Linked DNA regions of Mus musculus: region 2 is linked to region 1. Evidence: chromatin contacts called from public Micro-C data. All regions are on one chromosome and are shown on one strand. Each heading gives the region's core, a stretch centred on a gene start, on an enhancer-like site or on the middle of the called end of the contact. The rest is flanking DNA. Distances are from core to core; before and after follow the strand shown.

Region 1 (7,301 bases), core at 1,100-3,599:
CTTTCCTTCCTTCCTTCCTTCCTTCCTTCCTTCCTTCCTTCCTCCCCTCCCCTCCCCTCCCCTCCCCTCCCCTCCCTTCTTCTTCTTCTTCTTCTTCTTCTTCTTCTTCTTCTTCTTCTTCTTCTTCTTCTTCTTCTTCTTCTTCTTCTTCTTCTTCTTCTTCTTCTTCTTCTCCTTCCTCCTCCTCCTCCTTCTTCTCCTTCCTCCTCCTCCTCCTCCTCCTCCTCCTCCTCCTTCTTCTTCTTTTTGAGACAGGGTTTCTCTGTATAGTCCTGGCTGTCCTGGAACTCACTTTGTAGACCTCAGAAATCCGCCTGCCTCTGCCTCCCAAGTGCTGGGATTAAAGAAAGGCATGCGCCACTACCGCCCGGCTCTGACCAACGCTTTTCGAAAGTAGCCATTGAGGAAGAAACTTAGGTGATGGCTCTCCCTCTACCCCCCCTGCTTCCTGGCTGCCATAATGTCCATACTGTCCTTCTCTGCCACGCTCTCTCTGCTACGATGGATCCAGATCTCTGAGCTACAAGCAGACACAAACCCCGTCTCCCTTAAGGAGTGTCTGCCAGCCATCTTGTCACAGTGATGGAAACACATTTCTTTTCTTTTTGTTTTTGTTTTTTGTTTGTTTGTTTGTTTCGAGACAGGGTTTCTCTGTATTGCCCTGGCTGTCCTGGAACTCACTCTGTAGACCAGGCTGACCTCGAACTCAGAAATCCGCCTGCTTCTGCCTCCCGAGTGCTGGGATTAAAGGTGTGCGCCACCATGCCCGGCTGGAAACACATATCAAAGGGACAGCCACCACTGTTTTACATGAATGCTCCTTGTCGCACTGAAGTGAAACTGTTAACCTGGTTGAAACCTCTAGTAAGCAAGGTAAACCCCAGAGCCACCACCAACTGCTTGAGACCTTTTTCTCGGTGGCAGCCATAAAACTGCAGTTTTCTAGGACTCTCCCCAGAAGTCCTGTCTGCAGGGAAAGGGCTTCTGCTAAACTCCTTGTGCAAACTTAGTGGTTTCTGGTTCTGCCTTGTCAGACTAATTCTATCCAAAACATCTCCAGAGCCACCTTATGTATCTTTCTTATAGAGATGGGTGGAGAGAGGGCTTCCTAGCACCCTCTTGAGATGAAACTTCAGAGTCACCAAAATGGCTTCCTTCTCTGACTAATACCCTCTCAGGAGACGAGTCTGTGCCCACACTTGAGACTGTTGTTATTTTCCCCTACTCTTCTCTGGGAAACACAGACTGCCACTTAGAAGGGTCTTTCTCCCAGCGCTGAAGCCGATATTAAAATCTCTTCAATAACATTTCCAATTCTGTGTCACTCCATCCCTTTTGTCCTGACATCCTTTCCAGTGTCCAAGCTGTGCATTGTAGTTTGGCCTAAGTCGGGGGCCCTGAGAATCTAGGGGAGTACCTCAGTGTGGGGTAGTGTGCAGCTGTGTTTCTGTTCCCCGACCACTGACAAAGCTACCTAAAGTTCCCACTCACTTGAAGGACCCCGGGGCTTTATGTTTTCTTTTCTCTTTTCTCTTTTCATTCTTTTTTTTTCTTTTAACCATTCCTATTTCTTTCATGTCTACTGCTCTGTTTAAGGCTGTTTATTTCTCCTTAAGTGAATTGCGGCACTGTCTATTATTTTTCAGAAAAACTTGTCTACTTGTTTAAATTTTGCTGGCTAATAAGTTTATCATGTTCTGCTCCCCCTCTCCTTCCCATACACCCCCTGTCTTCCAGTCCCACATCTTTCTTCTCCCCAACCAGTCTTAATGAGAATCACGTTTCAAGTGTTTCCAATGAACCAGATGCCAGCTTTGTCAACCACCTGCTCCATATACAAAACACATTTGGTCTTTGTTCCTGACTCCAGACACAGCATTCCTAAGGGTAAGACACGAGTGTCATCTGTCATTCATATGAAACTGTTTGGTCACATTTAAGCTCACACCGAGAGACTGACCTAGTATGGGGCCTCAACACTGCCAAAAACATGTTGAAAAGATAACAGCGCTCTGTCACGTTCCTCCAACAGTGAAATGCAGGAGCAAATGGGTTGGCTAAGGCCCCTGTGTTCTGGAAAGATAACATTTCTAGGAGAGTCTGGGGAGGTGTGGGTGACGCTCCGCCTAATCCCTTCCCCACTGTGTGACTGCATTTGCCTGTTCGCCTTTGCATCGTTTATAATAAACCAATAATAGTAACCCGGATGCTTACCCGAGTGCTGCTAGCTGTCCAGTGAAACCATCTCTCACTTCAAAGGGAACCTGAGAGCGTGTATGCTGGAGCCAATTCGGAATGGTGGTGACCCAGGGAGGCAGAGTCAGGTTGTCCTGAATAATGTGATCCAATGTGGGGAAGGTTTGTATAAAGCCTTTAATAGTTACAGAACAAGAACAAGCCACCAATCAGAGTGCTTTCAGGCACTCCATAGGCATGCTGGGTAGGAGGGTATCTGCAGACCTCAAAACACTCCTTTTGCATTTTCAGATGCCACGTGATAAGACATTCTCAGTTTTAGATGATAGAAGCCAGTGATCTGCTAAGTTAATACATTCCAGAGAATTTTGACCTGATAATTAGATCATTAAGTCAGAGATGGGTGGGCAAAGGGACAAGCTGGTCTAAGATAATTTTGGCTCTGGATCTGCAACATTCCAACTTGTAACAAAAGTGGAAGTTCTAATCAGTCAATCGGTCTGGAGGAGTCTTTATATGGAGATGTGACTTTTCCCCACCTGGAAGCTTCAGTTGACACAAAGACGAAGAGAGGGAGTCTGGATCGCTCAGTGTCCAGCAGTTAATCCACACGGAATGGCTGTGTGCATTCGCAACCGTGGTGAAAAGTGTTGGCCGCCTTGTGACACGGAATCCTTACCTGGGACAAGGCTAGGGTAGAGTGTCCAGGCTGATCGTCAGAGTCTCAGTTCAGTGGTACTTCATGTTTCTGAGCTACCTTCAGGCTGCTGGGTGAAGGACGTTGGGTGTCAGAAGCAAACCCACACTCTGTTCCATTTTGGCTTTTTTTTAATTAGGTATTTTCTTCATTTACATTTCCAACGCTATCCCAAAAGTCCCCCATACCCTCCCCACTCCCCTACCCACCCACTCCCACTTCTTGGCCCTGGTATTCCCCTGTACTGAGGCATATAAAGTTTGCAAGACCAATGGGCCTCTCTTTCCACTGATGGCCGACTAGGACATCTTCTGATACATATGCAGCTAGAGACACGATGTCTTGCTGACTGGTTGGGGCTGTCTGTGTTTGGATCCTTTCTCCCCTACCACCTCTCTCTTTTCTTTCATGGTTGACATAGGGTCTCATGTGTGGGTGTTTTGCCTGCATGCATGACAGTGTACCACGTGCATGCAGTCCCCATGGAAGCCAGAAGAGGGTGTGGGAACCTCTGAGAATGGAGGTAAAGGTGACTGTGAGCTGCCCTGTGGGTGCTGGAATCAAACCTGTGTCCTCTGGAAGAGCAGCCAGCACTGTTAGACACGGAGCCATCTCCCAGAACCTATTCAATTTTTACAAGGATTTTTTGGAGAACTGTATACATTTCCACCTCTTCTGTTTTTCCCTTCCAACTCCTCCCATGTCTCCCGGTTCCCTCTCCTACACGTGACCTCTTATTTAATTATTGTTTTTCACACACACACACACACACACACACACACACACACACACACACAGACATATAATCACACACATACACGGTCATACACACACACGTACATATTCACAGATACACATATACACACACACTCATATACACTCACACATACCTATACACTCACACAAGACACACACTCTCACACACACATCTCTCACATGTACTCACACAGTCACACATACACTCTCACACAGACACACACAGACACACACACAGACATACATATATTCACACACATACACAGTCACAGATACACACACACTCACACACACAGACATACACACTCACACATGTACACATTCACAGATACACATATACACACACACTCATATATACTCCCACATACCTACACACTCACACAAGACACATACTCTCACACACATATCTATACACACACACACTATCTCTCACATGTATTCACACACACACACATACACACACACTCTCACACACACACACACACACACACACACACACTAACTCCCCCCCCCTCCACTCTACAGCATGCTGAGTCTATTTAGTGTTGCTTCAATGTGCACATATTGACCACTTGCAACTGAATAACCTATCCAGGCCTCTTCCCTAGAGAAGACCAATTCTTTCTGATGCAGATATCAGTGAGTCACCTGCAGCCCCTCTTCTGCAGGCAGGGCCGTGTGACATTTCCCCCATCTACACCGGCATGTGTGGTCTTATTTAGGTGGCTGTAGTTTTGAGAGGAAGGCATTCTGGAAGTTAGCTTTGCCCTGAGGAGAGGAAGCAGATGGCAGAATTGACTCCCTGGCCGCACAGAAGGATGGGAGTGAGTGCTGGGGGGGGGGGGGGAGAAGGGCTGCTCCACGTTTGCCACTGTCCATGGGACAGTGCAGTCACACCTTTGTGTTCCAGAATGCCTGTGTCTGCTCAGTAAAGAGTGTCCATTTAGCGTATCCCTGAAATTGGAATTCGGAAGCCTGAAATCAAGATGGTTATGTAAAATTTGATTTTTTTTTTTAAGGACAGAATTTTACTCTTGTAGTCCAAGATGTCCTGGAACTTGTTATGTAGCCTAGGCTTGACTCTAACACGAAAGGATTTCCCCTGGCCTCAGCCTCGGAGTGCTGGCATCATAGGCTTGACCCAGCATTTTTGATTTTTAATGTTCTTGAACGTCTTGAGCAAAGAAAAATGACAGGGAGGAGGAGCATGTGTGGCTGTGGCCCTCCTGATTGGATGTCTCCTAGTGCCTCAGTCACTGTTCTATTGCTTCAAAGAGACACCATGAGTCTTGCAGAAGAAAGAACTTAATCGGGGGGGGCTTACTTACAGTTTCAGAGCTTTAGTCCACTATTATCATGGTGGGAAGCATGGTGGCACTTATGTGCTGGGGCAGTCCCTGAGAGCTTTATATCCTGAGCCACAGGCAAGGCGGGGTGGGGTGGGGTCAGAGAAGGAGAGAGAGAGAGAGAGAGAGAGAGAGAGAGAGAGAGAGAGAGAGCTCAAAGCCCATTCATTCCTGATAACTCACTTTCTCCTACAAGGCCATAGCTACTCCATGTCTATGGAGCCATTTGTGTTCAAAACACTACAGCTAGTAATCTGCACTGTTTTACTGGCTGGACACATGAGTTCTTGAGAAATGAGTTTCTAAGACTCACAAATTGACACACTGGCTGGAGTTACAACTTTCAAATGTATAAAAGTGTTTGGAGAAAGAGATTTTTAAGACATAAAATCTCTCATTCTTGATTTAACAATTTAAGATTAGAGATGAGAAAGACTCCTAAGTAAATACTATCAACATATTTACTGGGCCAACCCCCTAGAAAGAATTGTCCAAGTAAACTCAATGGTCTTGTTTTATAGTCAATAAGAAACTTACATTTCCTCTTCTTGGGGCTCTATGTGTCCCCCACAAGGCAGCTTTAACAAGATTTTAAAGGTCTTTGCTGTTCATAGTCCAATTTCATGGCCTGTTGTTGGCAGTGCGCCTGTCTCTTCTTTCTAGCTGCTTCTGGAGAGCCCAGTGCATGTGTGCTCTAGGCACTTTCTGTTAAGTCTTGAAGGATGTGCTCCAGGGAACAGGAGAAGGGAAGAGATGAGCATGCTTGGCAGAGCAGGTCTAAAGAACAAAGGCTGCAAAGACCAAGCTAGGTTTGGTGAAGGTGGCACCAGCATGAGTGTTCTCCGAGGCAGCACTTGAAGCTGGACAGACCTACGCTGGCTCCTAGGATAGGGTCACTCTCCTTTGCTCTTATCCTAGGCAACTCCAGACTGAGGTGCCTCTCACACAGATAAAGACACAGTCCACACCTGTCACCAGCTTTGGTGAGACATACCTGAGTTGAAATACTTGTTTTGCCATAGAATACCCCCACCAAATTCATGGACCTGCTTCATGTCCTACAGCCGGCTGTGAAATTGTACCATCCACATCATTACAAGGAGGATGCAGTAAGACACGCTAAGGTAGTAAGAGGAAGAGGTCACACTGACATAACTTGGATCACACTGTCTAATTTACCATTAGCTGTTTTGGCTAGTATCTTACTGTGTCTTGTTTATAAAATAAACTTTAATATAGGTGTGAATGCATGCATATGAAAACAGATAGTAGATGTTCTCTAACTCATGGTGGGTCTAAGACTCAATAAGCCCACTGTAAACTGATAATATCATATCAGGAGTCACATATATATTGATTACAGCTAACTTACTAAGTGATCAGCCTTAGCAGCACAGTGCACTGCAGAGCATCGGCTGTTTCTCTGTTGTCTTTTCCTCTGGAAAAAGGGTCTTATGTTTCTGTCTGTGTACGCTTTATGTGTGTCTGTGGATAGGAAATCCCAGAGACATGAAATTCTCCTGGATCTGGAGTTACAGGACTGGCATTGTGAAATGCCTGAGGTAGGTGCTGGCCTTCAAACTCTAGTCCTCTGTAAGAGCAGAACACGCTTCTAACTCCTATGCATGTCTCCATTCCCTTCCCCCTTTCTTGTTTGGTTTTTGTTTTTGAGATGAGCTCTCCGTGTGTATCCCTGGCTGGCCTGAAACTTACATTATAGAGGAGGCTGGCCTTGAACAAATAAAGATCAACCTTCCTGGGCTTTCCAAGTACTGGGTCTCTTTTATTAAAAAAAATCAATTTTATGTATTATTATTACTCTGTGTATGTGTGCAGGTGCATCTGTGCCAGGGCATGCATATGGTGGTCAGAGACAATTTTCCGGAGCCTGTTTACTGCCTTGTGCTGTAGGCTTCACAGATCAAACTCAGGCCACCAGGGATGTTCAGCAAATTCTTTTACCCACAGAGCTATCTTACTGGTCCAGTTTCCCTTGTGGTTTCGGTAATGACTGTGAGCATGCAGTCCCACAAGAGAGTATTGTACTGCATGTGACCCAGGAAATAATCAAAATTCAAAGTATGCTCTACTCTGGCTGTGTATTGCTTCCCATCATCAAAAAAACCTAAAACTAGTAGGATGACTCATGAATTGGGAGCTGCCTGTACATAAGGGGATGGGTGCTTTCCATGGTTTTACTGGGTATCTGGTACACCCCCACCCCCGCCCGGCTCAATAGAAACTGCAATACTTGTGGCATGTTGCAACTCTTCCAGGTTTCACAAATTGGATTACAGCTGGGTATG
Region 2 (6,477 bases), core at 3,649-6,148, 620 kb before region 1:
GGAAAGACTTTAAGCAAATGTGACCCAAGTGTGGTGGTGCACATCTGCAACCCAAGTGCTTGGGAGGCAGAGGCAAGAAGATCAGTCCCATGTCACCTTCAGCATCCTCAACCACAGGGTTCAAGGCCAGCCTGAGCTATCTGAGAGCTCATCTTAAACTAACAAACAAAACAAGAACAAAAAACGAAAGAGTAAGAGAGCGGAGGAGGAGAGGAGGAAGGTAGCTAAGCAGGGCTCTGTGCTGGGGCACCTGTAGTAATACCTCTGGGAGGTAAGGTAGGAAGGTTCAAAAACTGCAGTAAGACCCTGTCTCAAAACAAACCAAACCCCACAAAACAACAGCCACAGGAGGGGACAGAGCTCAGAGGTGAGGGGCTTCCCTAGCCCGCTAGGGTTTGGTCCCCAGCACGACACAAATACACAAAATAAACATACTCACTTTGACTCAAGCATGGGGGCACACTCCTGGGCAGCACTTGGGAGGCAGGTACAAGCAGATCTCTGTGAGTTCAAGGCTTTTCTGGCTTACATAGTAAGTTCCAGGCCAGTCAGGGCTACTTTATGAGAATACCTCAAACAAAAGCCTCAGGGCTGGTGAGATGGCTCAGTGGGTAAGAGCACCCGACTGCTCTTCCGAAGGTCCAGAGTTCAAATCCCAGCAACCACATGGTGGCTCACACCATCCGAAACGAGATCTGACTCCCTCTTCTGGAGTGTCTGAAGACAGCTACAATGTACTTACATATAATAAATAAATACATCTTTAAAAAAAAACAAAACAAAACAAAAGCCTCAGTTTGAAGTAAATCTGCCCTGACAGAAAGCGTCCTGTTGCTGGAAAGTAAAGACACACAAGAAAATCCCAGCACTCAAGAAACTGAGTGAGGCAGGAGAACTGTTCCAAGCTCAAGGCTGGCCTGGTCTGTACAGAAAGACCCTATCTGAGAAAGAGGCGGATGCACTGCTGTTCTACAGAGCTAGTTCTAGGAAGCTCAAGGCTACACACACACACACACACACACACACACACACACACACACACATACACACACACACACACACACAAACCCTGCCTCAAAAAGAAAAGCAAACAAAACAAAAGGCTGGGTATGGTGGCACATACCTTTAAACCCAGTGGGAGAAGACAGGGATCTCAGAGAATATGATGCCAGCCTAGTCTATTACAAGGTTCAAGGGCAGCAAGAGGTATACAGTGAGACCCCAGGCCTCTCTCAAAAAAGAAAAGGGCTGGGAGGACAGGCATGGTGGCACAGTTAAGAGAGCAGTAATTCAGAAGAGTCTGCTGCAGAGTCTGAGCACCTGACAAGTTCACACAGCCTGAGCTACATAAAAACCTGTCATCTCCACAAAATGGAAGTGAGGGCCGGAGAGAGAGGCGGCTTGGCAGTTAAGAGCACTTGCAGATGAGGAGCTGGGTTTAGATCGTAACACCTACAACACCAAGAGCTCACAGGTGTAGGTGAGCTATACCCAGGTTCTAGATCTAATGACCTCTCCAGGAACAGCGCGCACGCACACAGGCACTGTGCCCATAAACACATGAAGGCACACACACAAATAAAAGTAAACAAATAAATTTAAAGGGGAGTGTGAGATGGCTTATCACTATAAAAGCACTTGCCCCACAAGCATAAGGACCTGAGTTCGATTCCCAAGAACCCACATAAAAGCCGGACACACAACAGCAATGTCATCCAAGCACTCCTGCTACAGAGGGGTGGGAGGCAGAGAATCCCTAGAAGGGCCAGGGCCAGCTAGCCTGCCACATGCAGGGGACAGTGTCTCTAACAAGGTGGAAAGTGATGTCTAACAAGCCAAGGCTGTGCCTAACACTAAAGGGCTGAGAGGAGGAACCTGGGTAGGAGGACCAAGTTTGTAATCCCAGCACTCAGGAGCGCAGCCTGGGTTACAGGGAGACCATGTGTCTCTGTGTGTGTGTGTGTATGTGTGTGTGTGTGTGTGTGTGTGTTAGTTATTACTTGTAGTGTTGGCATTATTTTAAATGTCTTTGATTATAATAAGGTACTGTAGCCCAAGCCTATATACAGCAGTTAGAAAACAGACACAGGAGCCTCAAGGGTCAAGGTCATCCTCCCCTACAAAGTTGAAGGTCAGTCTGGGCTACAAGAAAACCTGTCTCAAAAACACCTACACAAAAAGTCATTTTGATGAAACAGAATGCACCGGGCCACCTGATAAGAGATTATCTGTTTACGAGCTCAAAATACAGCACTCTCTGTGTGCACAATAACTGTGGCTCAAAGAGCAGGAGAGTTGGGGAGCCAGATTACAACTTTCTAACACTCAAAAAAAAAAAAAAAAAAAAATTCACAACCTGACAGGAGTTAAGTACACCTGGGAGACTAAGGCAGGATGACTAACTCCCAAGTTCCAGGCCAGCCTTGGTCTCAAAAACCAAACCAAACCAAAAACCACAAAGATACCTCGAAGGAAAATCAGAACCAACCGAAACAGCCAGCACAACAAAGCTCAGTGAGGAAGCAGCACTTGCCTAGAATGCAGAGGCCCTGGGTTCCAAGTGGGAGAGCGGGGGAGGGGATTGTGTGTCCTGAATCCTCCCCCAACGAGTCAAGGGCATCAGGTTCCTAAGAAGCAAACTGACTTCAAGCTGTTTCTCCTACTCCAACAGAAAACTTCCCAGCAGGTTTTTACCTAAGGTGAGAACTGATTAAAACACAGGAAGGTGTCCTTAACTCACCAGTCTGGGGGATTCAAAGATAACCAAGTGTCGGCTCGGGTTCCAGAGCCCTCACTGAAATCCTGGAGAGCCTATACATAGTTTTGTCTGTCCTTTGTACAAATGACCAACTGGGGAAGGGAAAACGTGGCAAGTTTTAAATAGCTCCTGAGTGTCGGGGGAGGATAGCTCCTCTCAACTATATTAAACATCTTTTAAGGGAAAGGAGAAAGCCTTGTGAAGTCAAAAGAAAGAATCCGTCCTACACGGAGCTTATCAAGAGGAAGAAGTTATTAATACTCTCATGAAATGTCAAAGTTATGCAGCACCCACACCTTCAAGGTAACCCATGCCTCAAGCATTTTATCCTGACCTGAGAAAAAAGGGCAACGGGCTATCAAGCCTTCAAAGCTTATCATCTGTCAGCCTGGGGCAAAATCTCTGGGAATACTAACCAGTAAATGTCATCACTCCGCAGGTCGCCCGCCCAGAATCAGGCTACTGCAGCTAGCCACAGCCTGGGAGTGCCAAACCTTCCCAAAATAGCTCTGACTTTATACACAATGCTCAAACACCTTACATGCAAACCCTCAAATAGAGAGTGCTCAACTACCGGTCACTCCTCAGCAGCCTGTGACAGAGGTAAATGAAAATACCACTGATCGAAAGGCATGTGGTCTTAAATGACGGGCCCAGAACAAATTTAAATATGACTTGCTCTCCCTCAAAATAGTATCAATATGACTGTCTCAAAACCAAATCTCACCACCTGTTTATAAGTCACTGTCCCCAACACAAGTAGACTTGTGGGGAGGAAAACAGAGAAAAATACAGACCCAATGTCCAAAAGACACTGTTGAGTAATAAACAATTTTTATCTGATCGCCAAAAAAAAAAAAAAAAAAAAATCCACCTACTTTCATTTTACAGGCCAAGACTTAGAGATATCTTTTTCTACATGAATTTTAAAGAGCCTGCTATGTTTTAAACTTGTAGTCTGGGGGTGTAGTGCTTGATTATCTCATGCGATAGGCCCTAGGCTTGATCCTCAGCACCTCAAATTATTAAAATTTAACTATAGAAGACATTAATTATAGAATTTAATTATAGAGTTTTTCTTAGCAGTATCTCAAATTTTTATTCTAAATATTTTATAAATTTTCTCGACTGCAAACTCGGTATTTGAATCCTTGGTATAGGTTTTCCATTTTGTCATTTAAAAAGTGCAGTTCTTGAGGGACGAGGATGTTGTGTTACGTTATAACATTCCAAAGTAAAACTGGATGACAGTCTCAAATTGCCCACTTCCCAAGTTTCTTTAAAAGACATTATGAGCCTTTTGATTTTTTTTCCAAATCAGTGTTACTAAAGGCCCACCATCTAAGCCCTAAGAGCCTTGTAATATTTTTCAACCTTTTTATATTACTAGGAACATAGTAAAGTGCCTTCTATTCATTGTGCTTTTCTCTCCCCTCCTTCAAAACCTACAGTGATCAATGAGATAATTCGGGAAGCTGATTTGTTTCCGAGGGAAAAAAAGAACTGAATGAAAAGCGGGGCGGGAAAAGGGAGGAGTGGGGCTCCGGGTCTTTTTTGCACTTTGTTGATAAACGCCGGCTTTAAGTGAGATAACTTAAGTCTGCGTTAGCCTCAGAGAAGCCACTGCCATAAAACTGATTTGAGAGTCAGAACAAGGCACCGTGGCCGTGCTTTTGGGAAGTTTTTAGCTGCTGGGTCGGGCCCGGTGCACACTTCGGGGTGACCTCGCTGCCTACGATCTCACGTGCAACCCCTCCCGTTAGGGTCCCTAGCACCGGGTCCCACAATCCCGCTCGGAACCTTAGCTGGCTTATACACCCAGGCAACCTCACACAGGCTCGCGGACCCAGCCTCGCAAAGTCCCGGGAAGACCGGGTTGCTCTCGCCCTAGCCCGCAGGCCCCGGCCTCTGTCGGCCCTCGCCCGCTTGGCCCGCCGCGCCCCTCTCAGCCGGAACCCGGGCCCCGCTACCCTCACCCGCCGCTCACCGAGCCATGGCCGTCCGCCGCCCCCGCCGAGTCGTCCTGCTGCAGCTCCGCAGTCATGGCCGTGGTGTCCCTCCGCGTGTAGCCCCACTCTCGTTGTCGTCTTCGCCGCGGTCGCCACCGCCACCACCACCGCCCCCGAAGCCCGGGAGCACCGGGAGGCACCGCCCACACGTCCCGCCCCCGCCCGCGGCGCGCGATGGAAGCCCCGCCCACGCCAGCCCGCTCCCAACACTCCCCACCCACAGCACGCGGCAGAGGCTCCTCCCACGGCGTTCGCTGGATGCCCCACCCCCGCCAGCCGACTCCCACCCATCTTGCGGCTTGCGCCGGAGACCCCGCCTACATGCCCCACCCACACAGCCGAGGTTCCCTCTCCCAAGGCTCCGCCCACGCCAATTTAGAGCCCCGGTGGCCCCGCCCATACACTCTGCTCACGCCCGCAGCGTGCGCCAGAGGCGTCACCCACGCGCCCGCCCCTGGTTTGCGTGAGCCGGAGGCGGGGCGTCTTCGCGTGCTCTGGCCCACGTGACCGCAGCCGGGCACAAACTAAGGGGTCAGCGTCGCCTCGCCAGCTGTTGCTATTTCCGCCTTAGGTGCCCAGGAAGTGGGCGGTGAGGCCTCTGGGTTTCCAAGACTCCTTTTTTACTCCATCCCGCGCTTGCTGAGCCTTGCATCTGCGTCCAGCCTGCCCCCAGCTCCCCATAAGCTTGGTAAGGCTGCTGGGTTCCTTCTGCTGACAGATTTTCCCACCAGACCTCTTAGCCATTTCCTAATCTGGGGACGCGAAGAGAAACGTAGACTGACTCGAGTGGTTTGTATAAAGACAACTGAATGGCCAGGACCTTCACAGAGCTCAGCATCGTGTCTTAATCCTGAACAGTTGCCCCATGTTCCAAATTCCCGTTTTCAGGCCATGTGTGTAATAAGCTGTGTTGACTCTAGCTCATGCACTAAGCCACCTACCACCCCTTTTAATGTTTGGGAAGAGGGTTCTTATTGTTGGTGATATTGGTTTGGGTTTTTTTTGAAACAGGATGTCACGTGGATTGGACTTGCCTCAGACTGTGTAGCCGTGGTTGGCCTTAAATTCTTGGTCCTCTGCCTCCACCTGGTCAAATGATGGTAAGTCTTTACTGCCATGTTAAACTTAACACTTTGAGATGATCTCATTAAGTTCCCCAGGCTGGCTTTGAACTTTCTATACTTCTGCCTTAGTCTCCTATGTGGAATAAATTTGGGACCTGTGTCTATCAGGTCCATCCTTGTCAGGATTCTCTGAAGACAGAACCATTAGACTTGATAAAATTAGAATGGGAGGGCCCTGGAGAGATGCCTCAGTAGTTAAGAGCATTAAAAAGCACTGGCTGCTCTTCCAGAGGTCCTGTGTGTGGGAAGCCACATGTGCCGTTGCAGGGTGGCGCTGGCCACCACGCATAAGTTTGGGTAAACAACCAATGTGTACATATGCAGTAAAGTTTTTCACCAAGTCACTGCCTCGCCCGGGCATGATAATGAGGCTCCATGAGATACTGAGAGAATAACCAATCAGATGGGGGGCATGCAAATGAGGTATGATAATGAGGCTCAGTGAGGTACTGAGAGAGAATAGCCAATCAGATGAGGAACATGCAAATGAGGTGGAAAGCATAACCAATCTGGGTGTGAGACACGCCTCTCCTAGGCCTATATAAGCAGCAACAGTTCTGGGTGTGGGGGTCTTTTTGCCTCTGCA

What was found. A called contact is a pair of places that touch in the nucleus more often than the background predicts.
Region 2: a contact with region 1 is called in a Micro-C map of the G1E-ER4 cell line, with 3 times the contacts expected there. The contact joins the promoter of Usp28 here to the promoter of Nxpe4 in region 1. A contact is called at or near these places in 2 of 39 promoter capture datasets (hippocampal neurons and liver) and 2 of 484 Hi-C or Micro-C datasets (the G1E-ER4 cell line and erythroblasts).

Annotation. Positions count from the first base shown.
Region 1 is chr9:48,357,089-48,364,389 of GRCm38.p6, reverse strand. Nxpe4 (neurexophilin and PC-esterase domain family, member 4) reads right to left here and starts at 2,349. Exons shown (of 9, transcript NM_172921.3): 1 at 2,215-2,349.
Region 2 is chr9:48,983,806-48,990,282 of GRCm38.p6, reverse strand. It overlaps Usp28 (ubiquitin specific peptidase 28), which reads right to left and starts at 4,898. Exons shown (of 25, transcript NM_001359739.1): 1 at 4,746-4,898. The coding sequence starts at 4,802. It overlaps Gm51673 (a long non-coding RNA gene), which reads left to right and starts at 5,154. Exons shown (of 3, transcript XR_003948157.1): 1 at 5,154-5,455; 2 at 5,779-5,867.